Regions from separate parts of the Mus musculus genome. Here regions 1, 2, 3, 4, 5 and 7 are each linked to region 6. Evidence: chromatin contacts called from public ChIA-PET, Hi-C, HiChIP or PLAC-seq and promoter capture Hi-C data. All regions are on one chromosome and are shown on one strand. Each heading gives the region's core, a stretch centred on a gene start, on an enhancer-like site or on the middle of the called end of the contact. The rest is flanking DNA. Distances are from core to core; before and after follow the strand shown. Region 1 holds the start of Metrn (meteorin, glial cell differentiation regulator). Region 2 holds the start of Ciao3 (cytosolic iron-sulfur assembly component 3). Region 3 holds the start of Pigq (phosphatidylinositol glycan anchor biosynthesis, class Q). Region 4 holds the start of Rab40c (Rab40C, member RAS oncogene family). Region 5 holds the start of Decr2 (2-4-dienoyl-Coenzyme A reductase 2, peroxisomal). Region 6 holds the start of BC003965 (cDNA sequence BC003965). Region 7 holds the start of Msln (mesothelin).

Region 1 (2,700 bases), core at 142-2,641, 610 kb after region 6:
TTCTGTGACCTCCCAGCTCTAGCTAGGGATATTCTAGTGGACTCCAGTTCGGGGGGGTCTCTAGCTAGGGCAGAACAGTCAGAGAGCCATTCATTCCCTGCAGGGTCAGGCTACAAGTTCCAGAAGAGCAAAGCACTGGGCCTGGTGCCCTGCAGGGAGGCAGGGCAGGCAGTCTCCATGGTGACGAAGAGGCACACTGGACTTTTGTTGGCTGGGCTTGGGGGGAGGGGAAGGAGGTCACCACCAGGCCAGGGAGCCCTGGACAGCCTTGGCCATAGGCTTTGATTCTGCCTCAGCTTAACCCTTCCCCCAATCCTTCAGAAACCAGAGACCCAGGGCTGGCCTCTCGGGCATTTGCCCCCTCCTGCTCTTTTCCTAAACCGAATCTTTTAAGAGGAGGAGGAGAGAAAGGCGGGGGCACTTCCAACTCACCTCCTTACGACCTGGAAGCCACTATGCTCTCCACCGGAGTGGCCTCTGTCAAGCTACAGAAGGACTCTCCATGCAATGGGGTGGCAAGGCCCAGTCCCATCAGGTCAGTGTGGAGGGCCAATTTCTGACACCCAGCCAGTCTCATAATCACTCACCATCCACACCAAGACCTTGAGCCTGGGGAGACATTTCTGCACGTTGGTCCTCGTGCAGTTCAAAACGGAAGGCAGCAACTCTGCGGCTGATGTCGCGGTGTGGTGTGGCCTGCAGGAAAAGGGCTCGGCGCTCGCGGGGACCCCAGCGCATGCAGCGGCCCCCAGCCAGGTCCGGGCCCTCGGCCAGTAGCAACTCTAGATTGCCGGTCATACGTTCAGCGAAGACCTGGGCACCAGCGAAGGGCCGCTCTGGGCGCAGACAGACGATGCTGGGCCGTGTGCCCGGATCGGGGCCGCCCAGGGTCAGGCGCAGCGCCCCAGCTGGGTACAGCCACTCGATAGCGCCCTCAGTACAGTCCAGGGTCAGCTGCCCCACGCTGCCAGGCTCCTGGGTCAAACCGCTGGGGACAGGACGGTGGTTCTCAGGTGGGTGACCCTCGTTCCCTAGCCCGCTCATCCCTTTTCCCGCGGCTACCAACATCTGCTTCTACTCTGTGTAACAGGACATTGAAGTCTGCGTTTCCTCAGTTCCAAGTGGGAGGGAACCCTCCAACCCAAGAAGTAAATAAAATAAAATAAATAAATAAATAAACCCACAACCCTCCCCGCAGTCCCTCCTGGTACCTGCCCCTCCAGCTGCAGCGGTCTTCCGAGTAGCCAGCGTGAGCGGACGCGGCCAGGAGGCCGCAACAGAGCGCGCAAAGAAGCGTGGCTACCAGCATGGTTAGGGGACGCGCCGGGGCCTCGGACTGCTGCCCCGGGAGGGTCGGGGCCGCAGCGCGAGCAGCCCGCGGCGCGGCTGCCCGGCCCGGCGCGTCCCCACAACCGGCGACCCCTCGCCGCTGCCCCCTCTGAGCTCCGGGGCTAGGGGGCGGGGCCTTTGCTCTCGGACCAATCGCCACAAGCCGCAGAACTTTCCTCCAATTGCAGCACCCTCGAGGGGGTGGGGCGGGCTCAAGGCGGGAGCTCGGTCCAAGGCAGGGTTGATGTAGAAAGCGCTCCTGTTTCCCCATTTGGAGATCCCCAATAGGAACGTTTGGTGGGTTGGTGGGGTTCGCTGTCGACTGGAATCTGGAAGGCTGTCCACCCCTTACCTTCAGTGGACCTCGGGGCAGTGGGACTTTGTAAGAGAAGTAGTAGAGTCTGCAGCCAAAATCTGAACACTGGTATCCTGCTGCTGGTACTTAAGGAAAAGAGATTAAAACCCCTGTGTTACTGCATCTCATAAGGGAGGGTACAGAGGGCCTGGAGCATGGAGCTAGGCCAAACCTTCGGTTTGGGGAAAAGAAAGAATACTGGCTAGGTCTGGAAGGAGTAGCGTGGGTAGTGTGGATCTCCTTCTGCCACCATACATTCTCAGACCTAACTACACACTCCTCCAATGTTAAATGGATACTAAGAAAAAAATGAGGCGTTCTAGAGGACCTGCCTAGGGACCCACCTGACTGACAAAGCCTGGTAGTCTGCCGGTGCCAAAGTACAGGCCATTCCTACAGTCAAGATCAACCGAAAGGGAATCAGAAAGATATCCCAGGCAGCCTGAGGATGTAGCTAGGTTATAGAGCACCTACCACACAGGCATACACCCCTGGCTTTGATCTTTAAAATAATGTTAAACTGAGAGTGTAGTGGGTCTTGCCTGTAATCCCAGCGGGCAGGAAGTAAAGGAAGCAGCTCAGATGTTCAAGGGCATCCTTGGCTCCATAGTGAATTCAAGGACAGTGTGGGCTACATGAGAACCTCTTTTTTTTGTTTTGTTTTGTTTGTTGTTCATTTTTAAAAAAATATTTTTATTAGATATTTTCTTTATTTACATTTCAAATGTTATCCCCTTTCCTGGTTTCCCCTCTGAAAATCCCCTATCCCCCCCCCCCCGAGAACCTCTTAAAATAAAATAGAGCCACTGTGAAACCCCCCAATGGGGAAGAGCTTCCTTGGAGCAGCTTGTCCTTTGGATCTGACCGAAGGGAGGGTGGAGGAGATGGAAAATAGAAGAAGAACCTTGGCAGGTCCCCAAGGATCTCTCTCTCTCTCTCTCTCTCTCTCTCTCTCTCTCTCTCCCACCCCCAGGGCTCTGTTTCTGGATCCTCCAGGTTCCGAGTGAAACCCTTCC
Region 2 (2,700 bases), core at 70-2,569, 590 kb after region 6:
CTTTTGTGACTGGCTTCATGAAATCCACTGATTGTAATGTCTTCAGGGATCACCTACATTACACCAGGACTTCATTCTTTCTACTGTTCCAGGCCATTCTGCTCTGTCTCTCTTATTGGGCCTTGGATATGCCTCACATCTGCCAGCCGTCCACTGGGTTTGTTCTAATAGACTTGGGTTTGGTGGTGGTGGTGGTGAGTTTGAATTTCCAGGGATCTATGTATCACCCTCCTTCCAGCATTAGAATCCTCCCAGCAACCCTGTATACAGTTACCAAACCCAGACACTATTGTGGATGCCAAGAAGTGCATGCTGAAAGGAGCCTGATATGGCTGTCTCCTGAGGCCCTGCCAGAGGCTTACAAATACAGAGGCAGATGCTAGGCAGCCAACTGTTGGACTGAGCACGGGGTCCTCAATAATTAAAGAAAGGACTGGAGAAGCTGAAGGGGTTTGAAACCCCTTAGGAAGAACAACAATATCAACCAACCAGACCCCCCAGAACTCCCAGGGACTAAACCATCAACAAAGGAGTACACATGGCTCCAGCTGCATATGTAGCAGAGGATGGCTTTGTCATGCATCAATGGGAGGAGAGGTCTTTGGTCCTATGAAGGCTTGATAGATGCCCCAGTGTAGGGGACTTTGAGGGAGGGGAGGGGAGAGAGGGTGGGTGGGTGGAGTAACACCCTCACAGAAGCAGGGGAAGGGAGGATGTGATAGGGTGTTTCCAGGAGGGAGGGAGGGAAACTGGGAAAGGGGATAACATTTGAAATGTAAATAAAGAAAATATCCAATTTAAAACAAGAATCCTCCTGGCAAACAGAAACTGTCCTTTGGCCCTGGTCCAGTCCAAGAACCTGCTTCTGTAAATGTTCTCCCACACTCCAGTCTTAACATCTCAACAGCACTTGTCTATCTCATTTTTTGGTAAGCCCATTCCAAGGCATTCCAGTGAATCAAAGTTAATTTTGTGTTCTCCTGCCCACTGCATCTGGAACCTTCCTTGAGTATTGCTAGGTCAAGGTGATGAATGAAATCCGGATTCCGACCCCTACGGGAAGCGGGAGAGACTCTGAGTCTCTAGTTACATTCTTTGCGTTATTTGTCTTTGCTACCCTGCTACACCACAACCAAGGGACGCAAGGGAGACCGAACGCTGTGCTGTGGAACTTGCAGCTTGAGTCCGCTGGGCCGAGCGCTCAAGGCCGCCGGCAGAGGGCGCGCACGCTTTTCAAAGCTTGTTGACGGAGAGAAATGAGCATGCGCTGGAATTTGCGTTTTCCGGCAGAGTGGCGGAACTGCATGTCATTTTGGTGTCATTTTGCGACACCCCCGTGTGACACTCGGCGGCAGTGAGGCTGTCATGGCGTCGCCCTTCAGTGGGGCACTACAGCTGACCGACTTGGACGACTTCATCGGGCCATCTCAGGTGGGCCGGCCAAGGGCGAGTCGGGCAGGAGGAGGGTCCGAGCCTGGCCGTGCACCTCGGGAAACCTCTCTCGTCTGTGTCTTTTCCCAGGGCCCAGGACCCAGGGCCTCAGTCAGTCTAGTTCCCTTTTCACAAACACAGACAACTGAGGCCAGGGAGGGCCAGACAACGCGGTTACTGGGCCCGGAGCGATCCCTGGGACCATGGGAGTGTTTAGTGGTGACAGGCAGGTTTAGTGTTTAAAAAAAAAAGGTGGGGGGACTTGTTGTTATGTGATCTTAAGTTACTGTTGTAGTAGTGTCACCCAGCTGGTGATGCAGAGACATGGTGGGGCTGAGTTAGCCTCCACACACCTGTGAGATATCCCTTCCCACTCCTCTCTCAGAGCCAGTTGTCATCTCTGTGGACAGGGACCATGTTGAAGGGACAGGTTTGATGTCCACTTGGGCCACAGCCACAGCTAATGTTCCTGACGTTGCCTCGAGGAAGAGAGAGGGATACAGACAGACCGCCCTGAAAACAGGAGCTGCTGCCCTTGCTGGGTCTTCCTTTGTCTCCAGAGCTAGCCAAGTCCCATGACCCATAAAAGACGGGCTGAGCTGCCACACGGACAGGATGAACTGGGCCATCTTACCCGAGACTGGCCCTTTTCTGGAAAGCCACCAAGGTTCAGGAAGCGATAACAGGAGATGTCCAAGAGAAGGGGAGAGACATGGAGTTTCATCTGTGGTCGTGGGATGGAGGTGACCTCTAGATGTTTCCAAGGAAAGCCTTCCTGTCTGGCCAGGCCTCTGACACTCTGATCTCCGGGGGTGTGCTGCTATGTGCACGTAGGAAGGGCAGGCTAGTCAGGGCTTCTTGCATTAGCTTGCATATAGAGTTTGTAGCAGATTTCATGGTGATTCTGGAGAAAGAGTGGCCTTGATGGCATTCTCCTCACCTTGTACAGAGAAGGGTGGGCAACCAGAGCTCAGCATGGCTTCAGTGGCAGGAAGGTGGTAGAATTGGCCTCGGTGGTGAGCTTCACTCTATGGCCGGTAGCCAACCATCCCTGAGGCCCTCCATACCCAGCCCCCCACCCCACTCCCCACCCTCCCCACCCCCCGTCCAAGTTGCTTTCTCCTAATAGAGCCTGGTGTGGGGTCTTTCCTGGTGTAGAATTGCATCAAGCCTGTAAAGGTGGCTAAGAAGCCAGGAAGTGGCATAGCCAAGATCCACATTGAAGACGATGGCAGTTACTTCCAAGTGAACCAAGTAAGGACCCTGAGG
Region 3 (2,712 bases), core at 116-2,615, 760 kb after region 6:
TCCTCCTTGTGGAGTATGCTTCATTTACAGTTTACCTTAAAGCAAAAAAGCTCGGGTCAAAGGAAAGAAGGTGCAAGGCAGAGAGAGGTTGGAGCTCTGATCTGTGGGGTACTGAGAGAACTCAAGTTGAGGCAAATCCCCACCCTCACTCCCATCTCAGCCTCCGGATGCACTGAAGTGTAAGAAGGAGTGTGCTTACACTGGGCTGCTGGGATCCCAGCAGCAGAAAATGATGATGAAAGAGCAGGCGATCGATACAAGAGGTGAGAGGCTGGAGCGAGAAGGCAAAAACCTGGGATGCGTGAAGGCCTTTAAAGATGCTGATTAAAAGAACAGCCCAAGCCTGGAAAAGCTACCTTTGCTAAGAAGGAGTCAGTTCCCTCCCCGACAGCCCATTCCCAGGAGGGTTAAATAAGAGGCCCCAGGAAGTCTCTTCACAGAACTCCAAGTCAGACTTCAGCAGCAGAGCTACTGCTTACTTCCCCTGCAAGGAACAGGCTTGAGGGATGGCCAGCCCAGTTAAGAGAGACCTGGGACACATCATAGCTGAAACATTACTTTGTGAATCTTTGAGAGGGTTCATATTTACCCCACGTTCAAACAACAACAACAACAACAAAACCACTTTTCTGACTAGGGATGTAGTCAGTTGGTATGGAGCCTACCTAGCCTGCACCAGACCCTGTGTTGAGTCCCCAGAACCTCATAGACCAGTAGTAGCAGTGCATATCTGTAATCAGGAGGTGGCCAAAGGACAATCAAAAATTCAAGGTCATCCTTTGCTACACTAGGATTTTGAGGCCAACCTAGCCTAAAAGAGAACCTGCACAGAAACACATTTTCCGCCTCTGTAAATGCTTTCCTTTTTCATTTCAAAAGGAGGGGGTAATCTGTTTCTGATCTTTACTGGAGTGGATAAATATGAGCCTCTCAGCCAGTGCCCCAGGAATCTTCCAGCCAGTTCCCGGCCTGGAGGGGAGGAGGGGCCTCTCGGTGCCCTCAAGTTCCGGAGAGCAGGCCCAGACCCACAACGGGTGCCGCTGAGCCTGGAGGTCAGCTGCGTGGGTGGCCGCCTCTCCCTCTATCCCGGCCTCAGGTTTCCCATCTCAGAGTCTTTAGGACCAAGAGGCCTGCGCTACCTCGGGATTTCCTCCTCTTCCTCTCCCGGCCCCGCCACCCGCTAGTGCTCACCAGCTGGTCCCCGGGGCCGCGTCCCCGAGCGGTAGGGAAGGAACTGGGTTGGGCACTGCGTTCGGCGGGCCCGGGAGGACGACCGTGCTTGCGGCTCCCAGGCCCGCCGCGGGACATCAGCACCATTTCCGCCGGCTCCGCGGCGTTGTCGCGCGACGGTCCGGTCCCCAAACATGCCCGGGCTGTCCATCGCCTGAGCCCGAGAGTTCCGCGCGCGCGGCTCCTGTCATCAAAGCTACCCTCGCTGTAAATATCCTGAAAGGTCCGGTGGATCCAGCCTTTGAGGACCATGGTAGCCGCTTTGTTCTTACCGCCTGGCCTCCTAAACCCAGGCCCTTCCATCTGTTTCTATCCATTGCGAGTAGGGTGCATGCAGACCCGTGTGGGCCGCATAGTCTGAAAGCAATACCCCTAACAACGCAGTAACTAGTGTTTATTGAGCATCTACTTACAAGCAAAGTTTCTTTCATTGTCCATTAATCCCCCACAACATAATGAACAGGGCATATTGATTTAGCCTGCAGGAGTGACATGTGTGTTGACCTCAACGTCCAGATGACAGGCTGGGTGCCACCCCACACCCTAAAGGAGCAAAAGCAAGGAGCTTTTTCTTGCTTCTTCCCACATGAAGAACATGGGTGAGACCAGATTCTCAATGAGTAAGCTCTTCAAACACACACACACACACACACACACACACACACACACACACACACCCCTCCCCTTCCAGATCTCATCTGTAACATGGGAGGAAAGGCTACTGTTTTCCTGTCTTGAATGGAAGGGTATGAAAGAACCTGTGCTACCCAGAACCGTCCCAGCACCCCACCTAAGTGCTCAAAAGTGGTTTGGACCTGGATTGAAGGGAAAACTGAAGGTATCTTTCAAAACAGGGAGTGTCCAGTAGAGGACCTGCCCTTGCTATGTGCCCTACCAGGACACATGTTGGCCTTACCCCTCTGATTTGCCTACTCCTTACCTCTCTGTTGGGCCCAGAGTGCTGTTGGAGGCTCAAGAATGGGAATATTTTTGAAGCTGGGGGGAACACTAAGGGACCACACCCTTCCCCTAAACTGCCCAACCCAGCCTAGCCACACCCTCCCTGCCTGCCTGCCTGCCTGCCTCTGATTAGGATGTAGGGGTTGGACACCTGGCAGGAGATCTTGCCTAGCTATCTGCTGGCAGACAGCCTCAGCACCCAGGATCTATAGCTTCAAGTGTTGCCTCAAAGCTCAGGCCTCCCGAGACCCAAGCTAGCAGAGCCAGGGACTGAGTGGCCCTTGGGTTTTAGGGGCATGAAAACCTATGAGCATACTTAATAGGGAAGTGGAGATGGCCCAGTTTAGAACCTCATCAAGAAATGGTGATTCATGGTTTCTGTGTAGACAGGGGCACTTGCCAAGAGGAAATCACAAAGCCAGCTAAGACCAGGTATCAGGAAGACGGCTCAGCAGGCCCCAAGGAGCCTACCAACCTTCCATGATAGTACAAAGGACTCAGGCCCGGCCAGTCCTAGCAAGG
Region 4 (2,700 bases), core at 109-2,608, 740 kb after region 6:
GCAGGGACAAGCAGTCTCTCCAAAGCACAAGTTAACACTAAGCATTTCTGAAGCCAAGCCCAGCCCTTCCCACACTCCCCCATTGGAAAGGTAACCCCCCAAAGCCTTTCTGAGCAGGGCTGTCACCCTGGGACGCCCAGTTAAATACCAGTCAAGGCTGCCTGGCTGTGCAGAGGTCTTTTCACATACCCTGCAAAGTAAAACCATGACTCTTCCTTTCCTGCGCTGAAGATGCCTGCTGTGAACTGAAGCTGAGAGGTGCTTGGGGAGGACTTACAGAGAAGATCCAGCGCTACTGTTCAAAAGGAAGGGTCCTCCACTGATGTCCTGGCAGTCATCACCCTTGACAAGTCCTAACTGCTAAGAGTGGTAGATGTCTTACCTACACACTCAGCTGTTATTTACCAGACCGCCAGTACTCAGAGCAGTAAGACAGGGCTAACAAGACCCCAGAGAATGAAGTAAAAAAGCAGAGTAAAAGGGACTCGGGAAGCGACCAGGAAGGTAGAATTAGTCCAGTGATATAAGATGACAGGCCCACTGCACATTAATTCCTCCGGAGTCAGCAGCCCCTGTGATCCAATCCCACCCACTGTTAGCTACGATTTTACCTTAAATATCTAAATTAAGAGGCAAGCTCAGGCAAGTGCCAGTGATGCAATCTACCTTGTGTATTTTTTGCCATGCACCCGGAAGTTAACAAAAATCACATCGCAGCAGACCTATTTTCTCCCTGCACAGGGTGCGGTGTCTCTGAGCAAACCCCTCCGGCGGCAGTGCGGTGAGCACCGGGCCCGTCGTGCGGTATCTGCCGCGCGGCCCATTCCAGGCCCTAATGGACTCCAAAGACCTGCTGCTGTGACTTCTTAGTAGCCACCAGGACCCGCGCCCGCTTGCCGACGGCTCCTCAAGGCAGGGCCAGAGGATACCGCAGCGACACGCGCAGAGGCCGCCCGCTCCCGCGACAGGCCGCTCCCACCTCGCGCGCCCACAGCCAACCCCGGCCTACCGTTGCTGTAGGCGTACGGGGATTCAGCTGCGCCGTCCTGAAGGCTCTCCAGGATCTCGCCTTTGCCCACGTCGCTGTCGCCCACCAGCAGGAACTTGAGCAGGTAATCGTAGCTCTTCACTGGACTGCCCTGGGTGCCCATCCTCCCGCCCGCCGCACCGCGGCCCACGGCACCGCCGCCAGACCTGCGGGCGAAGGCTGGTGAGCGGCCGTGCGGTCAGGACGCTGATGCTCCCGCCCGCTGGCCACCGCCCCCAGTGCACCCGCCCCGCTGCCGCCAGCTTCACCTCAGCCTCCTAGCCGCCGCCGCCGCCGCTGCCGCCGCCGCCACCCGCCGCTTCCCGCACGGCACCGCGCAGCCCCGCAGCCCCGCCCCCGGATGCGCCGCCGCCATTGGCCACCCTCCGCCGGCCCTCTCCGGGCCATTGGCCTGGCAGCCTGGCCGTCACGGTCGCCCCGCCCCCACGTCGCCCCACACAAGGTGCCGCCCAGCCCACGGTCGCCCCGCCCTGCCCACTCGCCACTGCTACTGGCCCGCTGCCACCCTCTTTCTCACTTCTGTTGGTCTACATGCTTGTCTATCACTGAAGTCCCGTCCCCGCTATTTCGTACACAGTGTTGCTGAGGCTGGCGTTTTTCCCCGCCTCCTCGCTGTGACCATTGGCTACTTCCCACTGATTTTCCGAAATCATTGGTTGCTCTTGCATGTCCATCCCAACCCCTACTGCTTCCTGCAGGATGCCTCAGAGCCATAGTAGCCGGGCACCGACCTGCAACATCCTGGCCTCCCGCCCCCTCGTCATCACCATTGGCTACTACTGCTAAGGCATTTGTGCCATCTAACATCGATCATAACCTCCTAGGCCCACCCCTTTCCTAATTCGGGCCAATCAAGAGTCAAACATTACACAAGTCTACCCTTCCCCCCTCGTGGACAAGCGGAAGGGTAGAGATAACTCCTGCTTCAGCTGAGTCCCGGGAGGAGGGTGTTGGAAGGGGGCAGGTTATCTATCAAGCTGCGTTGGCCGGCCGCTCTCACAGAGACCCAGAAGGGAAGTAACAAAGTTCGTCGTACACTGTGGGGCTCGCCTTCCCTGAGGGCAGGGCGGGGACAGCCACTTAGTGTTCGCCCTGGAGGGGCAAGCCTCTCTCCCTTGTGGGCTGTTCCAAGGGGTGGGACTTCCTCCTGGCTGCGGAGTGGGCGGGGCCGCTACTGAGTGTTTTGGCACAAGGATGGCGGCTGAAGTCCACCTCTGAGCTGTCTCTTGTGGGGGACATCCTTCCCAAAGCGGATCCTGAGGGCTTGGACCAGCGACTGAGCAGCGTTGGCCCGGTGAACTCCAGGATGGGCAACGCATTGCATGTGCACACTCGGTCGGCCAGCTCCAAGGCTGGAGGGCCACGGACAGCGTTCTTGGTTAAGAGTGCATTCACAAGTCACATAAATAGCAAAAAATTTAAAACGTAAAACATAAGCCGGGCGTGGTGGCGCTCGCCTTTAATTCCAGCACTCGGAAGGCAGAGGCAGGCGAATTTCTGAGTTCGAAGCCAGCCTGGTCTACAGGGTGAGTTCCAGGACAGCCAGGGCTATACAGAGAAACCCTGTCTCAAAAACCCAAAACCAAACCAAACCAAACAAAAAACAAAAAAAACCGTAAACATAGATTGGGACCAACGCTCTTGCACTGTAA
Region 5 (2,700 bases), core at 98-2,597, 910 kb after region 6:
GACCACAAAGGTCCTGACCTCTCCCCAAGACAGCATTCAACCACTCCCCCAAATCCACCAAGATCCAGACAAAGGGACGTAAGGTGGCAGGAAGGGTTCCGGTAGTGTGTACCTCATGAAAATCTCTGCGATCCGGAAGCCAATCCCAGAACCACCACCTGTGATAAAGGCCACTTTGTCCCTTCAAAAACAAGAAAATGTAGTCATTTTTAAATATTTATTTGTTTTACCAGTATGAGTGTTTTGCCTGTGTGCCTACAGAGAGTTGAGTCCTCGTGTGGATGCTGGGAACCAATGCTGGGTCTCCTGCAAGAACAGTAAGTGCTCTGAACTTATTCAGCCATCTCTCTAGTCCCTAAACTCTTCTTTGAAAACCATGTTTTAGCTTGATGGGGGATGCATGCCTGTAATTCCAGCCTGTGAGAAGTGGAGACAGGGGGACCAAGAATTAAAAGCCAGCCTGGTCTACAGAGAGAGTTCTAGGACAGCCAGGGCTTCACAGAGAAACCTCATCTCGAAGAGCTTTAGATAGATAGATCTCTGTTAACTCAAGCTCAAATAGATAAGCGGCCCGTGGAGAACTTTCACTCCATGAACTTCTACCCAGTTTCGCTATGAAGGAAAACATGCTCCTGCTAAACAGGTACTCAATGAATTTGCAAGACATAAATCCCCAGCCATAAAACTGCAATCTTTAAAGTCGGTTATTTTTAGGCTCCCTAGAAGTTCGGAGGTGAAGGAGTTTATTTAGCCTAAAATTTTCTGCGTAGTAAGTTACCAAGAGAGACTTGTTTTCAAAAGTGAGCAAGCGCCGGGCGTGGTGTCGCACGCCTTTAATTCCAGCACTCGGGAGGCAGAGGCAGGCGGATTTCTGAGTTCGAGGCTAGCCTGGTCTACAAAGTGACTTCCAGGACAGCCAAGGCTATACAGAGAAACCCTGTCTCTAAAACAAAACAAAACAAAGTGAGCAGCTTCCACCCTCAGTCCCTCATCCCATTCTTCCAGAACCCCAAGAAACTTCAGGTCTACGATTGCCCAGGAACGGAGTACTGAGCATCTGTCCTCTGTGATGTCACATCCAGTGGCAGATTCGTTAAACCCTGTGCCCCAAGTCTGGATCGCCCCCTGGTTCCCTGCTTTAGCTCACTGGAGAAGATCCGGGCAGAAGAGATGGTGGTATTCAGGAAGACAGTCATCCCCCTCAACGTCGGGCGGCGGCTGGGCCATGATTGCTGCGTGTCCGGGATGGCAAGGACAGTGGAACCAGGAACCAGATCTACCTTTCCAACGCAAAACGCAGCGTTCTGCAGGTTGCTCGCTCCGCCCAGAAAGATCCAGGACCAAAGTTCTGCCCCCACATCAAGCCGCCCATCAGACGGGGGTGGGACAGGGGCGCCCCACCCCAAAAAGGTGCCTGGGCCCTTCAAGCCTTCCTATCACAGACCCTCCCGCAACTCCCAGCCTCCAGCCCTTCCCACTCGACCAGGCGGACACCCCGCCCTCGGTGGCGCGCAGCCTGCTGGGACTGAGAATGGGAGGAGGCACTGATACAGAGGCCCAGAGACGCTCCAGCCAGTTAAATGCCCGGTTCCTTTCCCAGTTGGTGTCTGTGCAGCCACTTAGTCCATATACCCAAGCTGGCCGGGCTGCGTGCTATCAGCTGTGGAAGTCGGAACTCCAGATGAACACCGCTCTTGGACACTACCTCCCAGTGCAGAGAATCTGGAGCTTGCAAACCCAATAGCTCCCTCTCGTGGCTAACCCGGGTGGAAAGTCCAGAGTGAACCTCTTGCTGGCTGGCAAGAATCACTGCACTGAAACTCAGAGAACCAAGAACTGGGTTCCATTGTCTAGATGTCAAAGAGTGAAATGACTTATCAAATTAGCCACAGAAGCTGTCATGATGTACCTGCAACTGAATCAGTGACTCTGGGATCCGGGGTGAGATGTGACTTACATGTGTCAATGTGAACATAAATGGACATCAGGCCGTGGTGGTCATCATGGACAGCATCAGGTCGGGAGTGGAGGATACTCTTTTGTGCCTGGGTTGCATTGAGGGAGAGATGAGAGTAGCCCTTGGAGTGTTAGGCTCTGCTGTTCCAACTTCAGGAGACCTGATACACAATACCCACAAAGACTGGTGTGTACTCCTACTGAAGGCTCGCTCACTGGGCCTTGAAGAAGCCTCAGGTCCGGTCTATTCTTTACTGCCATCCTCAGACAAATCAGATGGGCAGGAGCTATACCAGCGCCCGCAAAAGAACCCCAATTGGATTCTCAATTTCATGGGCCCTGGATTCTTGCTTGGTTCTTGCATTTACCCAAAGTCGAGGGATCCTTCCTTTCTTTACTCAAAGCTCTAAGCTTCAGGCCTAATGTTTTATACCATGCATAAAAACACTCATTAAAGTGCTTGAGTAAAGCAATTTCCTCCACATTTGTCATGACTATGGGACATCATGGTGCATCATTGCTCTGGTGACCTATAGCTTGGCCCTGTAGTCGTGCCAATGAAATAAGTAGAATACGGTGGTAGCTGGGACTAGGGGAGTAGTAATCCAGGATCGGCATTATACACTGGCCTTAACTCCTCACCTAGGACTTTCTACTCCCCTGTAGGAGGTAGGTAAACTGAAAGCAGGATCCCATCAGGCTTGCTGTCACTGCCCATGCTGGGGGCAGGGGGACCTTTCAGTG
Region 6 (2,700 bases), core at 61-2,560:
CCCTGCATGGGGAGAAGTTCAAGTCCAGTCCCCCAGCAGAGGAGTTTCAAGTGAAGACAGGACAGTTGGGCTGGGTTTTTGTAGCTGAACTTCATGTCTTCAGGAGCCAGGTTGCTGCACTGTGAGTTGTGTGTCTCCCCTCTATGCTGCCTAGTGAGGGCACCCTCTACCTTCTTGGAGTGCTGTGTAAGACTGGCCCTCACTCTAGCAGGAATATCTACATCACTAACAGCCAAAGGCTGAAGGGTCCTTTTCCTGCCTAACTTCTCCCTTGTCATGCATGCTGTGGTGCCCTCAGACACCCTCCTGAGCAAAATAAATCATGGGGACTCTGCTTGCCCAGAAAGGAACTCACAGCCCCATGAGATAGAGGAAGAGGTGTTTTTTTGTTTTTATTCATGTCACTGGTTTACAGATCAAGAATAAAATCGGAGTGATAATCATTATTGAGCCCTGCGGTAAGACCAGGTGTAATATAACTCACTCTAGCTTCTACACAGCACAGGTACTAAGAAGACAGACACCTTTAGGGCTGATCCTCTTTTTTTTTTTTTTTTTTTTGTATTTTAAATTGGGTTGATGTTAAGCTGTGTAGTACTTGGGACCAGTGATTCTCTTCTATCTGCCTCCACAGTATTGGGATTACAAGGTTGCCTGGCTGATTCTGACGATGCAGAGCTTCAATCAGCTTCCAGATCAAAAGGCCAGGTGCACGTTAGCTATGGGAGTGTAATTTCAGAATCGCCTCCCTGTAGGCTGTCCGAGATCTGGTCAGCCTATGGTCTACACAGAGCCATTTCCATTCTTCCTGAAGGCAAATGGATTCTGGGGACCTGGGATAGTCTAGGTGGAGGTGATGTTTCTACAAGCCTTTTCAAAGGGACGGCCAGGCCGGGAGGCGTTTAAGGCGCGAGGGTTTCCCGCCTCCGTGCCTGAGAGCTCGGATGGAGCGCTAAGACTGGAAGATGCGCTCATGGAGAACAGGGACCAAGTCCCTCCCGGACGATGGTCCTGGAAAGAAGCCAGCAGATGCCACGGGTTCTCAAGTCCTTGGGCATCACACTAAACAGCCTCGGGCCAAGCTCTTCGGAGAACCGAGTCTGCTTCACTTTCAATCCGCCGCGCCGGATCAGGTCTCAATGGAAGGACCCAGAACGACACAAACCCGTAAGTCGTCCAGATAGTGATCAGGGCGAGGCCGGAGACGGAAGAGCTAGCGAGAGGAAATGCATCATTTCCGTTGCGCCGCTGGACCCACGTTTTGTAGTCGTGAAATTGGATGTGAAGTTCGGCTTCCGGTTTTGTGCGACGGAAGTGACGAAAGCGCGGTGCGCCTCAGCGTGCGAGTCGAGGTCGCTATGAACAGTGTCCTGTGCTCACGGGCTGCGGGGTGAGAGCCGTGAGGTGCCGGTGCGTGAGGGTGGGAGGTGGCCGTGGCTCCGGGACGCTTACTGCTGTCTCTCTTCCAGAGCGGTCCGGGCTCTGCGGCTCGTGGGCTGGGCTTCGCGAAGTTTGCATCCGCCGCCCCGTGGCCGGTCTCCAGCTCAGCCTGCAGACAGGGAAGAGGAGGACGACGACCCCAACCTCCCGATCCAATTTTCCGGCAGCAAAGCCACCCCGATCCGCTGGACCGTGGAGCATTCCCTGGGGAAGCCGCAGCAGCGGCCCTGGTGGAAAGTGCTGCCGCTCACCCTCACACTCGTGGCTCTGGTTGTATGGTGCTACCAGAGGGAGGAGAGCGGCATGGACCTGTGGTTGAGGCAGGTGTTGGAAGAGGAGGACGAGGAGGAGCCGGAAGGTCCTCCGGAGGAGCTTGAAGCTCCGGCCCTCTACGGGGCTAGAACGTAACAGGGTGCGTGCTGAGGAAGGGACTAGGCAGCCGTCCTTTCGTTGTTGAATTTGACGATTTCTGAACTGGTTCTGCGCATGTCCTCGTTGCTTAAAGGACTTGGATGGCGCTCTTGGCGCTGAGACACAAGAACACAGCACAAAGTTGGAGGCTTGAAATCTGATCTTTGCCGAACACCAATGCCCAGTGATTACGTCCATAGAACTTTTGAGGTTCCTAGAAAAGGTTTTGGGTGCACCTTATGCTCTTGAGTTATGATGTGTTCATACAGCCTAATCATGTTTCCAGCGTTCATCTGGTGGAGGTGTTACCTGCAGTTCATTCGCTTTCCGAGACAGACTAACTGCTGAAGTGTAATTACCTATATGTGTGCAACATCAGTTGAAGCTATTTTAAAAACTAACAAATGGAAAATACATTTGGTAAAGTCTAATGAACTCAATTTTCTCACCTCCCCTTTCATCATCAAGTAGGCTTTGGTTTTTTTGTTTTGAAACACAGTCCCCCTATTTAGCTCTGGCAGGCCTAGAACTGGCTATGTAAACCAGCCTTGCTGTAGACTTAGATATCAGCCTGCTTCCTGCTTCTGCTGCCATCTTTTTTTTTTTTTTTTTCTCTTCTGCTCTTCATTCCCACATGAGAACTTAAAAACTTGACAGAAGTGGTAGGGTATGCTTGTCATCTCAACACTTATGAAACTGAGGCAGGAGGATCCTAAGTTTGGGGTCTGCTTGGGCTACGTAGGGAGGGCCTGTCTCAAACAAAACAAAACATCAATAATATAGTGGGTTGGTTTTTTTTGTTTGTTTGTTTCTGTCTTTTTCACAGTGTTGTGATTGAACTCAGGAGTC
Region 7 (2,879 bases), core at 192-2,691, 570 kb after region 6:
CTGACCTGATGTCCCCGGAGTGTAATGTTCTTCTGTCTTACAGCCATAGCCAGCCCCTTGGCTTGTTCCATGCTCAGGTCAGATACCTCCTCACATGTGAGGCCAAGAAAGAGGCCTGTGGGGAGACTGGGGACAGGGCTGGGATCTGAATCCAACACTGTCCCTCTGGAAGTGCCTGCCTGCCTGCCTGCCTGCCTGCCTGCCCAGAGCCCTTCCTTCATAACCCTGGGCTTCTCATGACCCTCTTTGGGACAAGTGACAACCTGAGGGACAAGGTACTTGGGCCCTGGGACACAGTCCTTCCCCTAACTCTGAGCCAGCCAGGTCAGGAGGGAGTGGGTAGAGATCAGACAAGACAGAGAATTTGGGAACCTGGATGTCTGGCACTTGTTCACTCAGCCCACAAGGGCTCCTGATCGCCCCCAAAGGTACTGAACCCACCTGGCAAAGTCAGCGGCACCGTTCACAGCATGGAGGAGTGTGGCCTCCTAAGGGAACAAGGTCTGACTGACATTTCCCAAGCAGATAGGAGCTTCTTTACCTTAGAGCTTGGTCTCAACTGTCTGAGAGCAAGGTCCAGATACTGTCTGAGTCTGGCTACCTCTGGGGCCAGGGACTTAACACCCAAGGGCTCCACTGTCTCCAACTCAGCTCCTTTCAGGGCCCAGCTACATCCTGGGTTCTGCCACTCTCTGGGATCAGCAACTCTGCCCACAGCCCTCTTTGAAAAGTGACACTAAGGGATGGTATGTATTCATGTGTAAAGTACCGAAAACATCACTCCGTACCCCCAAGACTAGAATAGAAAATCCTTCTGTTTCCCTCAGAGGACCTCACCTGGCTTGTCTTTGTAGTCTGGGTCTGCAGACGTGGTATCCACCCTGTGAGCCAGAGGGTACAAAGCTACAAGAGAGGCCGGGGCAAAACTGGGCTGCTCTCTGGTCCCAGCCCTCTGCACAGCCCACTGGGTGTAGAGAGAGCTAAGGCCTCTCACCCCATTGTGTCATAGCCTATGCTCTGTAGGCCTAGGGATCATTCCTGCTCGGAGTGTCCCCACTTTCCAGGCCTTTCACTGTTCTCAGTCCTAACCCTCCTGGAACGCAGGTCACCTAGCAATGACCCAAGGAGAAAGCAAGCTCCCAACTCATGAAGGTTCCTTAACCACTTCCTGGGGATCAGCCCAACCCATACTCACCAAGACTAAGGAGAAGCAGTAGGAAGCTTCGGCTGCAGATGGGACTTCCACAGGACCCCAGCAGGGGTCGAGCTGTTGGCAAGGCCATGGTCTGTGGATAACAATGACTCTGAGGTCCCCACTTGTCCCACCCCTCAACCCACACCACTGTTTGGAGACAACGAAGGGGCTTTTGGGCCTGGGAAAGCAGCTGTCCAACTTCTGTGAGCACCTGCAGTAGTGTCTACTAGGCAGACTCTCCACACTGACCGCTTGCCAGGCCCGCCCCTAGGAAAACCAGCCCTCCTATAGGGAGGGGCACTGGGTCTGAGTCAGTGGGGCACCTCTGCTGTGAGGCGCAGTGGACAGCTGAGTTCACCCTCCAGCCTCACAGGGCAGGGCAGAACTGGAAGTATAGGACAAAGAGACAGGGCTATCTCCTGCTCCGGTTGTTACGGGTTCGCCGTTTGTACCAGGAGCACTGAGTGGTTCAGGCTGGGAATTACGCAGGACCACCCCTGGGCCTGAGGCATGGGACTGGAGGTATCTGTGACTTGCACAAACACATGGCCCCATCAGGCTGACCACGCTGTAGAGGGGGGTGATGTCTCTTCCATAGATCAGTCCCTTTGGGTGACATGGCTTCTATGAGAGTTTTTCAAGCTCTGGTGTGATCAGGATAGCAGGTAAATAAATGGGTACCAGGCAATCCAGTGTCCCCTCTGGGGTGGGGCTCAGGGGCTCTGTGGACAGGGTGAGTGCGGAGCTGTTCCCCTCCTCAACATGTGTGGAACTGTATTCTAGCTGACTTTATCTCAGGTCTCTCTTGGCCCCCCCCATTGCTCAGAATATGGACTTCTCATGCCCCCGTATGTGAGTTACCTGAACAACCCAGCAGTAGGGATTGTCTGGGGAGACCTCACAGGCCAGGAGGCTCCTGCACTAAGAAGCCCCTGAGCAGGTAGAGCAAACTGTGTACCAGGAGACGATGTGTAGGATAGGTGAGCCCAGGCAAGAAACATGTCTTAATGTCTCCCCTCAACCCAGGAGACTATGAAGCCTGCAGCCAGCCTTATGTCAATCAAAACCTGTCTATCAGCCTTAGTGTGAGTTCCTTAAGAGCCTCTACAAGCAGCATCAGGCCCTGGGATCTGCATCTTTCACACCACATCCTAAGAGATGCAGATGGGAGCCACTGTCCTATAGTTATGTAGAATTCAAGATTCTGGTACCCACTTGTCTCGGACAAAGGACGCATCTCAGTGTGAAACAGAAAAACCCACAGCAGTTCCATGGCATTGTGGTATGGGGTCCCAGGACTGGAGGAACACAGGAGAGTCGTTCAAATGTACCCCACCCCTTACCATCTATGATCAGCATCGATCAGCATCCACTGCCCACCCCTTATTGCCTATGGTCAGCATCAGCATCCACTGCTCAGTTATCGCCTGTGATCAGCGTCAGCACCCCCTGCTCAATTATCACCCACACACCTGCTGAGCACCAATCTATGCCAGGCCTTGCTGGCCCTGTCTAGGACTCTAAGATAGGACCTAGCCATGGAGAGAGCTGACCCTGGTTTTCCTTTATAGCCAGGCAACATTGTCCCTTATTCCCCAGAAGGCTCCTCAGCATGGACTGTGAGGGGAAGTGGGCGTTCTCCCTCCAGTTCCCTCCAGCTTGGCAGGTGAGGGGTTACAGTTAA

What was found. Promoter capture Hi-C pulls out the DNA fragments that hold promoters and counts their contacts. Hi-C and Micro-C count contacts between places; a contact is called where the count stands out from the background. ChIA-PET counts read pairs in DNA pulled down with a chosen protein or histone mark. HiChIP or PLAC-seq counts read pairs in DNA pulled down with a chosen protein or histone mark.
Region 1: an H3K27ac HiChIP or PLAC-seq map of thymic regulatory T cells shows a contact between it and region 6, with 4 times the contacts expected there. The contact joins the promoter of Metrn here to the promoter of BC003965 in region 6. A contact is called at or near these places in 11 of 39 promoter capture datasets (the 3T3-L1 cell line, the C10 cell line, cranial neural crest and 5 more), 2 of 484 Hi-C or Micro-C datasets (bone marrow-derived macrophages and cortical neurons), 16 of 115 datasets of contacts at active chromatin or transcription factors (the HPC-7 cell line, the SCID.adh cell line, acute myeloid leukemia and 10 more) and 2 of 9 other capture datasets (adipose tissue and pancreatic islet).
Region 2: a promoter capture Hi-C map of pre-B cells shows a contact between it and region 6, with 2.6 times the contacts expected there. The contact joins the promoter of Ciao3 here to the promoter of BC003965 in region 6. A contact is called at or near these places in 8 of 39 promoter capture datasets (the 3T3-L1 cell line, the C10 cell line, cranial neural crest and 4 more) and 7 of 115 datasets of contacts at active chromatin or transcription factors (bone marrow-derived macrophages, embryonic stem cells, extraembryonic endoderm stem cells and 3 more).
Region 3: an RNA polymerase II ChIA-PET map of memory CD8 T cells shows a contact between it and region 6, with 11 read pairs. The contact joins the promoter of Pigq here to the promoter of BC003965 in region 6. A contact is called at or near these places in 2 of 115 datasets of contacts at active chromatin or transcription factors (epiblast stem cells and memory CD8 T cells).
Region 4: a contact with region 6 is called in a Hi-C map of LSK cells, with 6 times the contacts expected there. The contact joins the promoter of Rab40c here to the promoter of BC003965 in region 6. A contact is called at or near these places in 2 of 484 Hi-C or Micro-C datasets (LSK cells and embryonic stem cells) and 2 of 115 datasets of contacts at active chromatin or transcription factors (astrocytes and pancreatic cancer cells).
Region 5: a contact with region 6 is called in an H3K4me3 HiChIP or PLAC-seq map of bone marrow-derived macrophages, with 3 times the contacts expected there. The contact joins the promoter of Decr2 here to the promoter of BC003965 in region 6.
Region 7: a contact with region 6 is called in an H3K4me3 HiChIP or PLAC-seq map of embryonic forebrain, with 2.2 times the contacts expected there. The contact joins the promoter of Msln here to the promoter of BC003965 in region 6. A contact is called at or near these places in 2 of 39 promoter capture datasets (hematopoietic stem and progenitor cells and liver), 7 of 115 datasets of contacts at active chromatin or transcription factors (astrocytes, bone marrow-derived macrophages, embryonic forebrain and 3 more) and 2 of 9 other capture datasets (adipose tissue and embryonic stem cells).

The regions. Positions count from the first base shown.
Region 1 is chr17:25,795,654-25,798,353 of GRCm38.p6, forward strand. It overlaps Metrn (meteorin, glial cell differentiation regulator), which reads right to left and starts at 1,392. Exons shown (of 4, transcript NM_133719.2): 1 at 1,212-1,392; 2 at 588-988. The coding sequence starts at 1,309.
Region 2 is chr17:25,772,457-25,775,156 of GRCm38.p6, forward strand. Ciao3 (cytosolic iron-sulfur assembly component 3) reads left to right here and starts at 1,320. Exons shown (of 11, transcript NM_026238.4): 1 at 1,320-1,431; 2 at 2,590-2,685. The coding sequence starts at 1,366. Gm41550 (a long non-coding RNA gene) reads left to right here. Exons shown (of 3, transcript XR_876684.1): 3 at 1-88.
Region 3 is chr17:25,940,624-25,943,335 of GRCm38.p6, forward strand. Pigq (phosphatidylinositol glycan anchor biosynthesis, class Q) reads right to left here and starts at 1,366. Exons shown (of 11, transcript NM_011822.4): 1 at 1,192-1,366. It overlaps Nhlrc4 (NHL repeat containing 4), which reads right to left. Exons shown (of 2, transcript NM_001039038.2): 2 at 1,610-2,712.
Region 4 is chr17:25,918,356-25,921,055 of GRCm38.p6, forward strand. Rab40c (Rab40C, member RAS oncogene family) reads right to left here and starts at 1,359. Exons shown (of 7, transcript NM_139154.2): 1 at 1,297-1,359; 2 at 1,010-1,194. The coding sequence starts at 1,151.
Region 5 is chr17:26,088,817-26,091,516 of GRCm38.p6, forward strand. Decr2 (2-4-dienoyl-Coenzyme A reductase 2, peroxisomal) reads right to left here and starts at 1,348. Exons shown (of 9, transcript NM_011933.2): 1 at 1,148-1,348; 2 at 113-181. The coding sequence starts at 1,227.
Region 6 is chr17:25,183,251-25,185,950 of GRCm38.p6, forward strand. It overlaps BC003965 (cDNA sequence BC003965), which reads left to right and starts at 1,311. Exons shown (of 2, transcript NM_183150.2): 1 at 1,311-1,390; 2 at 1,470-2,700. The coding sequence starts at 1,359. The coding sequence ends at 1,848.
Region 7 is chr17:25,752,937-25,755,815 of GRCm38.p6, forward strand. It overlaps Msln (mesothelin), which reads right to left and starts at 1,442. Exons shown (of 17, transcript NM_001356286.1): 1 at 1,407-1,442; 2 at 1,196-1,286; 3 at 838-881; 4 at 442-488; 5 at 6-126. The coding sequence starts at 1,283.